Regions from separate parts of the Callithrix jacchus genome. Here region 2 is linked to region 1. The links are chromatin contacts, called in public Hi-C maps. All regions are on one chromosome and are shown on one strand. Each heading gives the region's core, a stretch centred on a gene start, on an enhancer-like site or on the middle of the called end of the contact. The rest is flanking DNA. Distances are from core to core; before and after follow the strand shown. Region 1 overlaps TBCE (tubulin folding cofactor E). Region 2 overlaps LOC144580450 (a long non-coding RNA gene).

Region 1 (5,566 bases), core at 462-2,961:
TAGGCCTGCAGTCCAGACCACAGTATCAGTGTCTTCCCACTTCCACATCTTGTCCCACTGCAAGATCTTCAGGGGCTATATAACATGCATAAAGCTGTCATTGCTTTTTTTGTTTTGTTTGTTTGTTTTGAGATGGAGTCTTACTCTGTCACTCAGGCTGGAGTGCAGTGGTGCAATCTTGGCTCACTGCAACCTCCACCTCCCAGGTTCAAGCAGTTCTCCTGTCTCAGCCTCCTGAGTAGGTGAGACTCTAATTTTTGTATTTTTAGTAGAGACAGGGTTTCATCATTTTGGCCAGGCTGATCTTGAACTCCTGACCTCAGGTGATCTGGCCCCAAATTCTGGGATTACAATGTGAGAGCCACTGTGCCTGGCCTGAGCTACCTCCCCCGGCTATCACCTCTCACAATAACAATGCCTTCTTCCAGAAAACCTCCTGAGGGACCCGCCTGAGGCTGGGTTACAATTAACTTTTTTTTTTTTTAAATACAAGGAATTGCCTTGGCTTGGCAAGAGGTGGCTCACACCTGTAATCCCAGCACTTTGGGAGGCCAAGGCAGGAGGAGCACCTGAAGTCAAGAGTTTTGAGACCAGCCTGGCCAACATGGTGAAACCCCATCTCTACAAAAAATAAAAAAAATTAGCTGGGCATGGTGGCGCATGCCTGTAATCCCAGCTTCTCAGAAGGTTGAGACACAAGAATCACTTAAACCTGGGAAGTGGAGGTTGTAGTGAGCTGAGATCACACCATTGCACCCCAGCTTGGTGGGCAGAGTGAAACTATGTCTCCAAAAAAAAAAATAGAGGCATATACTCTAAAATGATGATAAAAAGTATAGTATAGTAAACACTTAACCTAGTAACATCACCGTTTATTATTGTCAAATATGTGCTGTACATAATTGAATGTGCTATATTTTTATATGACTGGCAGCACAGTAGGCTTGTTTATACCAGTGTCACCACAAACACAAGTCACATGTTACACTACAGCATTAAGATGGCTACAACTTCACTAGGAGATAGGAATTTTTCGGCTCCAGTGTGATTATGGGACCACCTTTGTATATTCGGTTTGTTGTTGACCTACATATCATTATGTGGTGCATGCCCATTTTTGAATTCTTTTTTTTTTTTTTTTTTGAAACAAGAGTCTCATTGGCATGATCTCAGTTCACTACAACCTCTGCCTCTCCAGTTCAAGAGAGTCTGCTGCCTCAGCCTCCCGAGTAGCTGGGATTACAGGCGTCTGCTACCATGCTTGATTAATTTTTTGTAATCAAGTGATCCTCCCTCCTCGGCTTCCCAAAGTTCTGGGATTACAGGTGTGACCCACCATGCCCAGCTTAGTACATCTTATTAAAGGGGAAATGTTACATATTCTGAAAGGAAGTTCATTGGCACTAGTAAAGTTTTGGAGAGCTGGCTAGCAAGCTCTGATTGGTGAGTGACAGTGGTGGGTGAAATTCGAATCAGGGCAGATTGTTTTAGTAGCTATTAAATAAAAGCGGCATCGGGTTTCAACAGGCAGTTTCAGTAGCTGGGCTTGTAGCAACTTACTTCTTGGAGCAGGTGCTGTGGTGCTTTGAGTGCTTTTTCCCCTTGGCCCCTTGACTCTGAATTTGTTGGGCATGACAAGAATGACCCAGTTTCTGTAATCAACTTTCACAAAATTCATGGCTGTGCACAGTCACCGGTGTTCTTCCTAGGTACCGCTGCTCTCCACTTCTTGTCTTTTGGGGGAGTTGAGGGGTTCAAATATGGTAAGTAATTTTGAAGTCCTCTCTATCTTATCCCTAGACAGCAGAGTGACTTGCATTTTTTTCATTCTAAGCTACAGAGTATGCTCTGGACAGAACTGGATGTATCAGTATTCTACCCACTCACCTTTTATTTCAGTGGTTCTGTTTCCAAGCAATGATAGGATTTCTCTTTTCTGGTGGGAAATCAATCTTAAAATGTAACATTTCTTTAGCACTAGGGAGCAGAATCTAACTTTAATACTTGGCATCAGAGAGGATGTACTGTTCCAGCCTGTGTCTGTGATAATGGACATCTTAGGAAGTGGATGCTTGACAATTTAAGAAATAAAGTGCTAGAAAGAAAGGGTAAATGTTTAAGGTTAGACACCCCATTCACCCTGATGTGGTCGTTACACATGGTATGCCTGTATTAAAATACTGTATGTACCCACAAAAATTAAACTAAAAAAGCCCTTGATTGATTCCTCTTTTGTGTGTCATAAGCCTGTTGTAAAGTGTTTTGAGGCTCTTGGATGAGCATTAATGGGTTTGTATAAAATAATTCTCTTGGTGTGGTGTAAAGTGTTGGAAGATTTCTTTTTAAATCAGGAGGTCTAATGATAGCATGTGGACAGGGTGCACCTCTGTTTAAAAAGGTGGTAGCTCTACTTCATTTTTGAAAGCCTGACTTGAATCAGAGCAGAATTATAATTGTGTCAACACAAAAGCAGTCAAGATGAATATTAAATTCAGCTTATTAGAGAAACCAAAAAACAAGTCTACAGCAAGATGCTTATCTACTACTCTGTTTTTCTCATGGGAAAACCACCTCACTGGGTCAGCTCTTTAGATATGATAGCACTGAGCTTTGCAGGAAAGCTAAGAGTTCTCTTCTCATGATGAACATTTAGTTATGCAGCCTTGCCAAACACTAAACATTCCTGAAACAAACAAGGTATCAAGATCAACACGTATTAGAAACTCTCCAGAGACCTGGCCTTTTCCAGTAGCTTGTATCCAAAGCTCCAATAAGAAAGAAGCTTACCGTGGACGTTTGGGAGTCTACTGGGGACCCTTTACCTTTGTGTAGTGTTGCCAGATTCAGCAAAGAAAAATACCAAATACATAGTGAACTTTGGATTTCAGATAAACAGCAAATCAGTTTTTTTCTTAAAATTTTTTTTTTTTCTTTTTTTAGACACAGAGTTTCGCCATGTTGGCCAGGCTGGTTTCCAACTCCTGACCTCAGGAGTTCCACCTGCCTCACACCTCCCAGAGGTGTGAGCTACCACGCTGGGCCCGTTTTTTTTTTTTAGGATGAGTATGAGATATGCATGGGGGCATACTTACTTGAAAATGACTTACTATTTATCTGAAATACAAGTTTAACTGAGCATCTTTAATTTTATCTGGCAATTCTGCTGGGGACATAGGACAAAATGAATCTTGATAACTGGGTTTTATGAGCACATCCTGTTTCCATAAAGGCCATGGGTCAGGATGATGATTTTGCCAGCAACATGTGTATTGGTGGGCAGAAGGAGGAAGGAACCTAAACAGTCCAAATGCTTCCAAGAGAAACATTTTTGGGCACCTCTCCCTGTATTCTCATCCTCACCAACATTTTTCTCTTTAGACATAGTTCAGAATTTCAGGGTTTGGATACAGTTTCTTAATATGTTAATCTATAATCTCAGTGGCATCTATGTGGATTGTTACAGTTTACCTCTTAGAGATTTGTTACCAATGGACACCCATTCAGCCAGGATTTTTCATTATTTTTTGAGGCTGTTTTGTTTCCTGCTGGAAATGTCCCAGTAAATATCGGTCTTTAGTGTCAGTCTTTGATCTGTAAAGGGCATAGCGTCTGCTTTGCAACTACTAACACCATTCCTAACTCTCCTTTCATCTGCCTGCAGTTAAACGCAACAGTAATAAAAATCTATTCATGACTTCTTATTTTTTTACCACTGTTTTAAAAAGTGTAAATTTAGGACAGAGATGCAAACCATGGTATTTGTGTTCTACATTGTTTTCTCATTTGTCATTATTATAAATGTATTAGTTGAGCTCTTACACTTTTTCACTGAAATCACATGTTTGAAAAATAAAATTTTCTATTTCTAGTTCCACCACCCCCATGTTACTCCTCTAAGGAAAATCAATACTGTTTCATAAATTTCAGTATGAAATTAATTTCACAAATTTCAGGTTTCACTGTTTTATAAAACAAAATCTATTTTATTTTATTTTTTATTTTTTTGAGACGGAGTTTCGCTCGTTACCCAGGCTGGAGTGCAATGGCGCGATCTCAGCTCACCACAGCCTCCGCCTCCTGGGCTCAGGCCATTCTCCTGCCTCAGCCTCCTGAGTAGCTGGGATTACAGGCACATGCCATTTTTTGTGTTTTTAGTAGAGATGGGGTTTCACCATGTTGACCAGGATGGCCTCGATCTCTTGACCTCGTGATCCACCTGCCTCAGCCTCCCAAAGTGCTGGGGCAAAATCTATTTTAACGAGACTCTAGAAATGGTTTATTAGATGCAAAACTTGTTTGTACACATTTACATAGATTACGGTTATATAAACAAACAGTCGGCCCGATGCAGTAGCTCATTCCTGAAATCCCAGCACTTTGGGAGGCCGAGGCAGGCAGATCACCTGAGGTCGGAAGTTTGAGACCAGCCTGGTCCACATAGAGAAACCCCATCTCTACTAAAAATACAAAATTAGCTGGGTGTGGTGACACACGCCTGTAATCCCAGCTACTCGGGAGTCAAGAGAATCACTTGAATCTGGGAGGCAGAGGTTGTGGTGAGCCAAGGTTGCCCCATTGCACTCCAGCCTGGGTAACAAGAGCGAAACTCCGTCTCAAAAAACAAAGCAAAACAAATTGAACTATTTTTCTAACATCTAGTAATGCACCTGAGGATTTATTTCACCTTCTTAAACATAAAGTGTTTAACATTAATATTTAATTGTTAGTAAACACAAGATCTATTTATATGTTGCTGTACGAGTAAAGGAGTCCAGGCACGGGGCTCAGGCCTGTAATCCCAGTGCTGTGGGAGGCCTAGGCGGAAGGATCACTCGGGCCAGGAGTTTGAGATCAGCCTGGTCAACATAGTGAGACCCCATCTCTACCAAAAATGTAAATAAAAAAGGGAGATAACCTAGAAGTGATCTTTTAAATTTCCTCCAGAGAAGCACCTACAGGTTTTACAAATGTTTTATATTCAGTGGCACTGCTTTTGCTCTGCTACTTTTTGTTTTTGTAGTTTTTTTTTTTTTTGAGACAGAGTTCAGCTGTTGGTACCCAAACTGGAGTGCAATGGCACAATCTCGGCTCACTGCAACCTCCGCCTTCTGTGTTAAAGCAATTCTCCTGCCTCAGCCTCCCGAGTAGCTGGGACTACAGGCACGCACCACCATGCCCAGCTAATTTTTGTGTTTTTAGTAGAGACCGGGTTTCACCTTGTTGACCAGGATGGTCTCGATCTCTTGACCTCGTGATCCATCCGCCTCGGCCTCCCAAAGTGCTGGGATTATAGGCATGAGCCATTGCGCCCAGCCTGTTTTTGTAGGTATTTTTATGCAGGATCCTGTTTGATGCCTATGATAGGACAAAAGACCACTGCTTTTTTTTTTCTTCACCAAACTTCGGCTCATTCATCCTAAAGACCCAGCTCAGATTCTACATCTTTTCAGAATATACTCAAGATCAGGGACTTGGGCCAGGCGCGGTGGCTCAAGCCTATAATCCCAGCACTTTGGGAGGCCGAGGCGGGTGGATGACGAGGTCAAGAGATCAAGACCATCCTGGT
Region 2 (5,788 bases), core at 857-3,356, 260 kb before region 1:
CCGTGAGAGGAAAAAAACGAAAACTAAGAAATATTGAGACTATTGAGAAGGAAGATCAGGCACAGTGGCTCATGCCTGTAATCCCAGCCCTTTGGGAGGCTGAGGCAGGTCACTTGAGGTCAGGAGTTCGAGACCAGCCTGACCAACATGGTGAAACCCCATCTCTACTAAAAAAAAAATTCAAAATTAGCCAGGCATGGTGGCGCACACCTGTAATCTCAGCTACTTGGGAGGCTAAGGCAAGAGAATCATTTGAACGTGGGAGGGGGAGGTTGCAGTGAGCCGAGATCGTGCCATTGTACTCCAGCCTGGCAACTAGAGTGAAACGCCAACTAAAAAAAAAAAAAAAAAGGCCAGGCACAGTGGCTCACACCTGTAATCTCAGCACTTTGGGAGGCTGAGGCAGGTGGATCACCTGAGGTCAGGAGTTCAAGACCAGCCTGACCAATATGGTGAAACCCCATCTCTACTAAAAGTACAAAATTAGCCAGGAATGGTGGTGTGCGCCTATAGTCCCAGCTACTCAGGAGGCTGAGGCAGGAGAATCACTTGAACCTGGGAGGTGAAGGTTGCAGTGAGCCAAGATCGCACCACTGCACTCCAGCCTAGGCAACAGAATGAGACTCTGTCAAAAGAAAGAGAGAGAGGAGGAGGAGGGGGAGGGAGGGAGGGAAGGAGGAAGGAAGGAAGGAAGGAAGGAAGGAAGGAAGGAAGGAAGGAAGGAAGGAAGGAAATATTGAGAAGGAAAGGAAAAAGTAATAGAAAACAGCCTCTACTGAGACTTGGAATCATAGGACATTCTTCCTGTTTAATCCTGGCAGGTTAGCATTCTGTGAGCGAGTCTTTCCCCTTTGCCTTGGCTGCCAGGAAGCTCGTAGCTAAATTCTGGGTTAATTATAGCAGTTTTCCTTAGCCTGAGCTTCTCCTCCCTGCATTACTGCAAATCCTTTCTGGAAGTAGGCAGGAAGACTGAGCATTTGTGATTTTCTTGCTACCTATCTATTCCCCCTGCTTTGATAACTGGACACCAAATTCCCTCCAGGAAACGATCCTTCTCCTACTCTTAGACCATGTGCTTATGGCAGAGGGTTCCAGCTCCATCTCAGGAGTGACACAGGTGGCACAGGTGTGAGTCAAGCAGTTACGCCAGCTCCCTTGCCACAGTGCTTGATTTTTAGGTGGATATATGAGCCAATTGGAGTCAAAGAAATGCAAAGAACAGTTTACCAGGAATCAGGGGATAGAAATTGTTTCCACCGGACTTGACATTGAAGGATGTGAGTCTGAAGCTACCACAGCTGTATGGGGACCGGGGGAAGCATCTGCCCAAAAATACAGCCCAATCAAGAGGTGAGTCCTGCAGGGTGAAGAGAGAGAAAGAAACCAGATCCACGTTCATCACTGGGACCCCCAGGTCCAGCTGTACCTGAAGCCCACCCAGCTGTCAAACAACAAAGTCCCTTCCGCTTCAGTTCACCTGGGTCGACAAGCATAGACAAAACACCTTACTTTGCTTTCTCCGACTCTGTGAAGAGTTTGTGGTTATGGCCGAATATGTAAAAAATAGAGGAAAAGGAGAAGTAGGAAGAATCCACCCATAACCCCATAACCTGGAGATAATGATCAAAATGAACTTATTGTTCCTAAAATTTACTTTGAAGATGGGGAAAAAAAACACCTTTCGTGAGCACCTTCGAGCATATCAATAACCCAAAATCAGACCCCTTCACAAGTGTCTCCCTTTAAGCCGCATGACAGGACAGTTTGTAGCTCATTTCCATTTAGCTGTAGAGAGTAATTCTAGCAGACTTTGACTTAGATTCAGGGATTTTTTTTTCTCCTCCCACATTCAAAAGCCATAAATCTGTACTCCAGGAAGCCAACGGCATAGTACGAGGAGACACTCCCTATTCTGGGCTTGGCTCGGAATCAAACAGCTTTTTGCTAGAACAGCTGAGCTGGCTGAATGAGCCGCCTGTCTCAGGGGAGCAGCTGGCATTTCAGGTGTGCCCTTTATCTTTCAGAAGCCACCAAAAGAGCCGCATGGAGGCAGTGCTGTTCCCACCAGGCTGCTGGTGATGCTTACTTTCTTGCCTGGAGTCTGGGTAAGTGACCGAGCTGGCCTGAGCCATAGGGACCTGACCTGCCAGCAGTCCCTGGGGCTCCAGCTGGGTGGGCAGCCATGGTGGGACAGGTGGATTCCAACCAACAGCACTTTTATTTGACCATATTTTTTTAATTTTTATTTATTTTGAGATGGAGTCTTGCTCTGTCACCAGGCTGGAGTGCAGTGGCATGATCGTGGCTCACTGCAGCCTCCGCCTTATGGGTTCAAGCAATTCCCCTGCCTTGCCTCCTGAGTAGCTGGGACTACAGGCATGCATCACCACGCCCAGATAATTTTTTGTATTTTAGTAGAGAGAGACAGATGTTCACCATGTTGGCCAGGCTGGTCTCAATCTCCTGACCTCGTTATCCACCCACCTCAGCCTCCCTAAGTGCTGGGATTATAGGCACGCACCACCACACCTGGCTAATTTTCCTATTTTTAGTAGAGACAGGGTTTTACCATGTTGGTCAGGCTGGTCTTGAACTCCTGACCTCGTGATCCACCCGCCTCGGCCTACCAAAGTGCTCGGATTACAAGCGTGAGCCACCGCGCCCGGCCTAAAATAGTTATTTTAATTCATAATTACAATTGAAACATAATCATGTAGACTCACAATGAAAAATAATACAATTAACGTGATTTTCAATGTCGTCTAATACTCAGGCACATTTAAATTTCCCCAGATAGGATGGGCACAGTGACTCCACACCTGTATCCCAGTACTCTGGGAACGGATCCCAAAATTCAGCGCTGTAGAGGTCATTGGCTTCCTCGGGAAAAGCAGCCCCAGTGAATGGGTGGAACAGAAGTTGGATAAAGTTGGTCACAGGAGAAAGAGAGAAGTAGAGACAGCAAGCATGAACAGTAGAGACATTTTGCTCCGCAAGTGAGGAGAGAAATTAGTGCTGCCTGCAGGGGAGGTGGGGTCAAGAGACTTTTTTTTTATTTGAGATGGAAGTCTTGCTCTGTCGCCCAGGCTGGAGTGCAATGGTGCGATCTCGCCTCACCGCAACCTTCGCCTCCTGGGTTGAAGCAATTCTCCTGCCTCAGCCTCCCGAGTAGCTGGGATTACAGGCATGCGCCACCATGCCCAGCTAATTTTGTCTTTTTAGTAGAGACGGGGCTTCTCCATGTTGATCAGTTGGTCTCGAACTCCCGATTTCAGGTGATCTGCTCACCTCGGTCTCCCAAAGTGCTGGGATTATAGGCATGAGTCACCGTGCCAGGCCGAGGCCTTTTTTAAGGTAGGAAAAAAATCCCACCATGTCCTTGTGCTAATGGAAATAACTAGTTACAGAGGTGAAACTGATGAAGTGGAAGAGAGAGAAAGAATTGCAATATCCACGATGACCCAGAAGGAATGGGACCCCGGGAGCAGGCTGAGAAATGTGAACAGGTCATCCAGGTCATCCACGGCAACAGGGGAAAGGCAATGGCTACGGACATACATACAGTCCATGGTAGCTGTGTTGGAGTTTGAACTCTCTCTCTTTTTCTCTTGAGACAAGATCTCACTCTGATGCCCAGGCTGGAGTGCAGTGGTGAGATCACAGCTCACTGCAGACTCAAACGCCGGGCTGGAGCCATCTTCCCACTTCAGCGTCCCTAGTAGCTGGGACTACAGGTGCTGCCCACCATGCTCAGCTAATTTTTTTTTTTTTTTTTTTTCGTAGAGATGGGGGTCTCCCTATGTTGCCCAGGCAGGTCTCGAACCCCTGGGGGGGTTCGAGCAGTCCGCCCGCTTCAGCCTCCTCAAGTGCTGGGATTACAGGCGTGAGCCCAAGGCATCCAGCCTAAACCCCCCTTATAAGGAGATATTCTCATGCCCTTCGGAAATGAGGCAACTGAGCCTCAATGAAGTTAAGTTCCCCAGTGCGTGGCGCATTTAGAACTCAAACCCCAAGCCCCGGCTTCTAAAAACCGTGTTCATTCCCCACTCCATAGCTGCCCCTCTATTTTTGCAAGGTGATTCCACAGAACTGGGAAGGTAAGGAGTTGAAGAAATCCTCTGCCACATTTTCTTCTTTGTCTTTCGTAGAAAAAGATCATCCTTACCTTGCTTTGACTCACTCTGAAGATTAACCTGGAATTGTGTCTCTTCCTGGACAGTCAGAAGTCCTTTCAACTATCTTTCTCAATTACCTTCACTGTCAGAATCACAGCGGCGGTGGGGCCCGAAGCTCCCGGAAGCCGCGGGGAGGGGCACGGCGCGGACGCTCCCGAGGACTGTCACCAGAGGGCGCCAGCGCGCTCCTTCGCGCCTGCTGCAGCCCTGATGAAAACGCTCGCGGGGCACGCGGTGCAGACAGAGCAAATCCTACTTCTCCAGGCCAGCTGAGCACAAGGGAAAGGGCGGTGCCGGCTGTCCACTCCACGGTCTCCCTGGCTGAAGTCACCCTGAGTCTTCCCCCAGCTGACAAAGGCGATAGGACGCCCAGCCAGGACCCAGAACGGTGGATAGATCCACTTTGCCAATGTATTGAAAAAACTGATGCCATATTGAGAGAAGGGAGGAATCTATTTTTGTAAGAAATGTTACTTTACACACACTTCGCTGGTTTTCATTATCAAAGAAACCAAAACTGGGTCTATCAAAAAAACCCAAACTGGGTCTAGTATCCAATAACTCAGTTGCCTGGAGCCCTATGCAACGAGACTGAATTTCCATGCGGCCCGCTTAGTAGCTTTAAATCATTTTCAGGTAATAGATACACACACATACACCTCACACACACACACACACACACAGAGGGAGAGAGAGAGCGCGCACTCACCTGGTACTTCTCTTTTGTTTCATGGTGACACATTACAATGCACAGAACATGACCAGCTTACAGGTGCTAAAAATGGAAGTCTGAGGCTGACAACTCGAGGCTGTGTGTGTCAGGGTCAAAGAGCGTGTGTTCAAGAGTGTGTGAGTGTGTGTGTGTGTATCAGGGGCAACGGCTCCGTAGATAAGTATTAACTATAATTACAGCACCCAGCCTCTTTTGAAAATGGATCAGAGGAGATGCTTTCTCTTGATGAGAAGATGGGAGTAAATTATTGGTGCTGGGAAATCGTAGGGTTGCTCTAGGGCTGGCGTCTGCAAGGCTGGCTTCGCGGTTTCTTGGACTTGTCTTTTATCACACACCTCAAGTCTCTCTCTGAGGAAGAAACTCACTATTGTTTCTCTGCTGTGGGAGAGGGAGGCTGTGGGTGGGGAGTAAAGTATAACTGAGATGTGCCCTTATTGTATTTCATGTCAGTGCCACTGTGACAGGTTTGGCTAATACCAGCCCGCATCTGGCTTTTACTGAGGTGTCCATCTCGTTACAAACCATTCTGTGTGCTGAAAATACAGCAGTGAACAAACACAGTTTAAAAAACCAGGGACGGTGGCTCATGCCTGTAATTCGAGCACTTTGGGAGGCCAAGAAGGGAGGATCACTAGACGTTATGAGTTCGAGACCAGCCTGGCCAACATGGGGAAACCCTTTCTCTACAAAAACACAAAAATGAGCTGGGCATGGTGGCATGCGTCTGTAGTGCCAGCTACTTGGGAGGCTGAGAGAGAATTGCTTGAACCTGGGAGGCTGAAGTTGCAGTGAGCTGAGATTGCACCACTGAACTCCAGACTGGGCAACAGAGTAAGACTCTCAAAAAAGAAAGAAAGAAGAAAGAAAAGAAAGTTCTAAG

Evidence for each region. A called contact is a pair of places that touch in the nucleus more often than the background predicts.
Region 2: a Hi-C map of skeletal muscle shows a contact between it and region 1, with 3 times the contacts expected there. The contact joins two enhancer-like sites. A contact is called at or near these places in 2 of 3 Hi-C or Micro-C datasets (both in skeletal muscle).

The regions. Positions count from the first base shown.
Region 1 is chr19:49,865,891-49,871,456 of calJac240_pri, reverse strand. The region is part of intron 4 of TBCE (tubulin folding cofactor E); the gene reads left to right. Among named protein-coding and RNA genes, the nearest start is that of TBCE, 22 kb to the left of the region's middle. Within about 2 kb of position 1,711, at least 1 of the 16 cell types and tissues checked has an H3K27ac peak or open chromatin away from gene starts, as enhancers often do. A contact at or near this core is called in skeletal muscle, where this site is marked.
Region 2 is chr19:50,125,424-50,131,211 of calJac240_pri, reverse strand. It overlaps LOC144580450 (a long non-coding RNA gene), which reads left to right. Exons shown (of 4, transcript XR_013529977.1): 2 at 1,179-1,350; 3 at 2,025-2,105; 4 at 4,149-5,788. Among named protein-coding and RNA genes, the nearest start is that of TOMM20, 24 kb to the right of the region's middle. Within about 2 kb of position 2,106, at least 2 of the 16 cell types and tissues checked have an H3K27ac peak or open chromatin away from gene starts, as enhancers often do. A contact at or near this core is called in skeletal muscle, where this site is marked.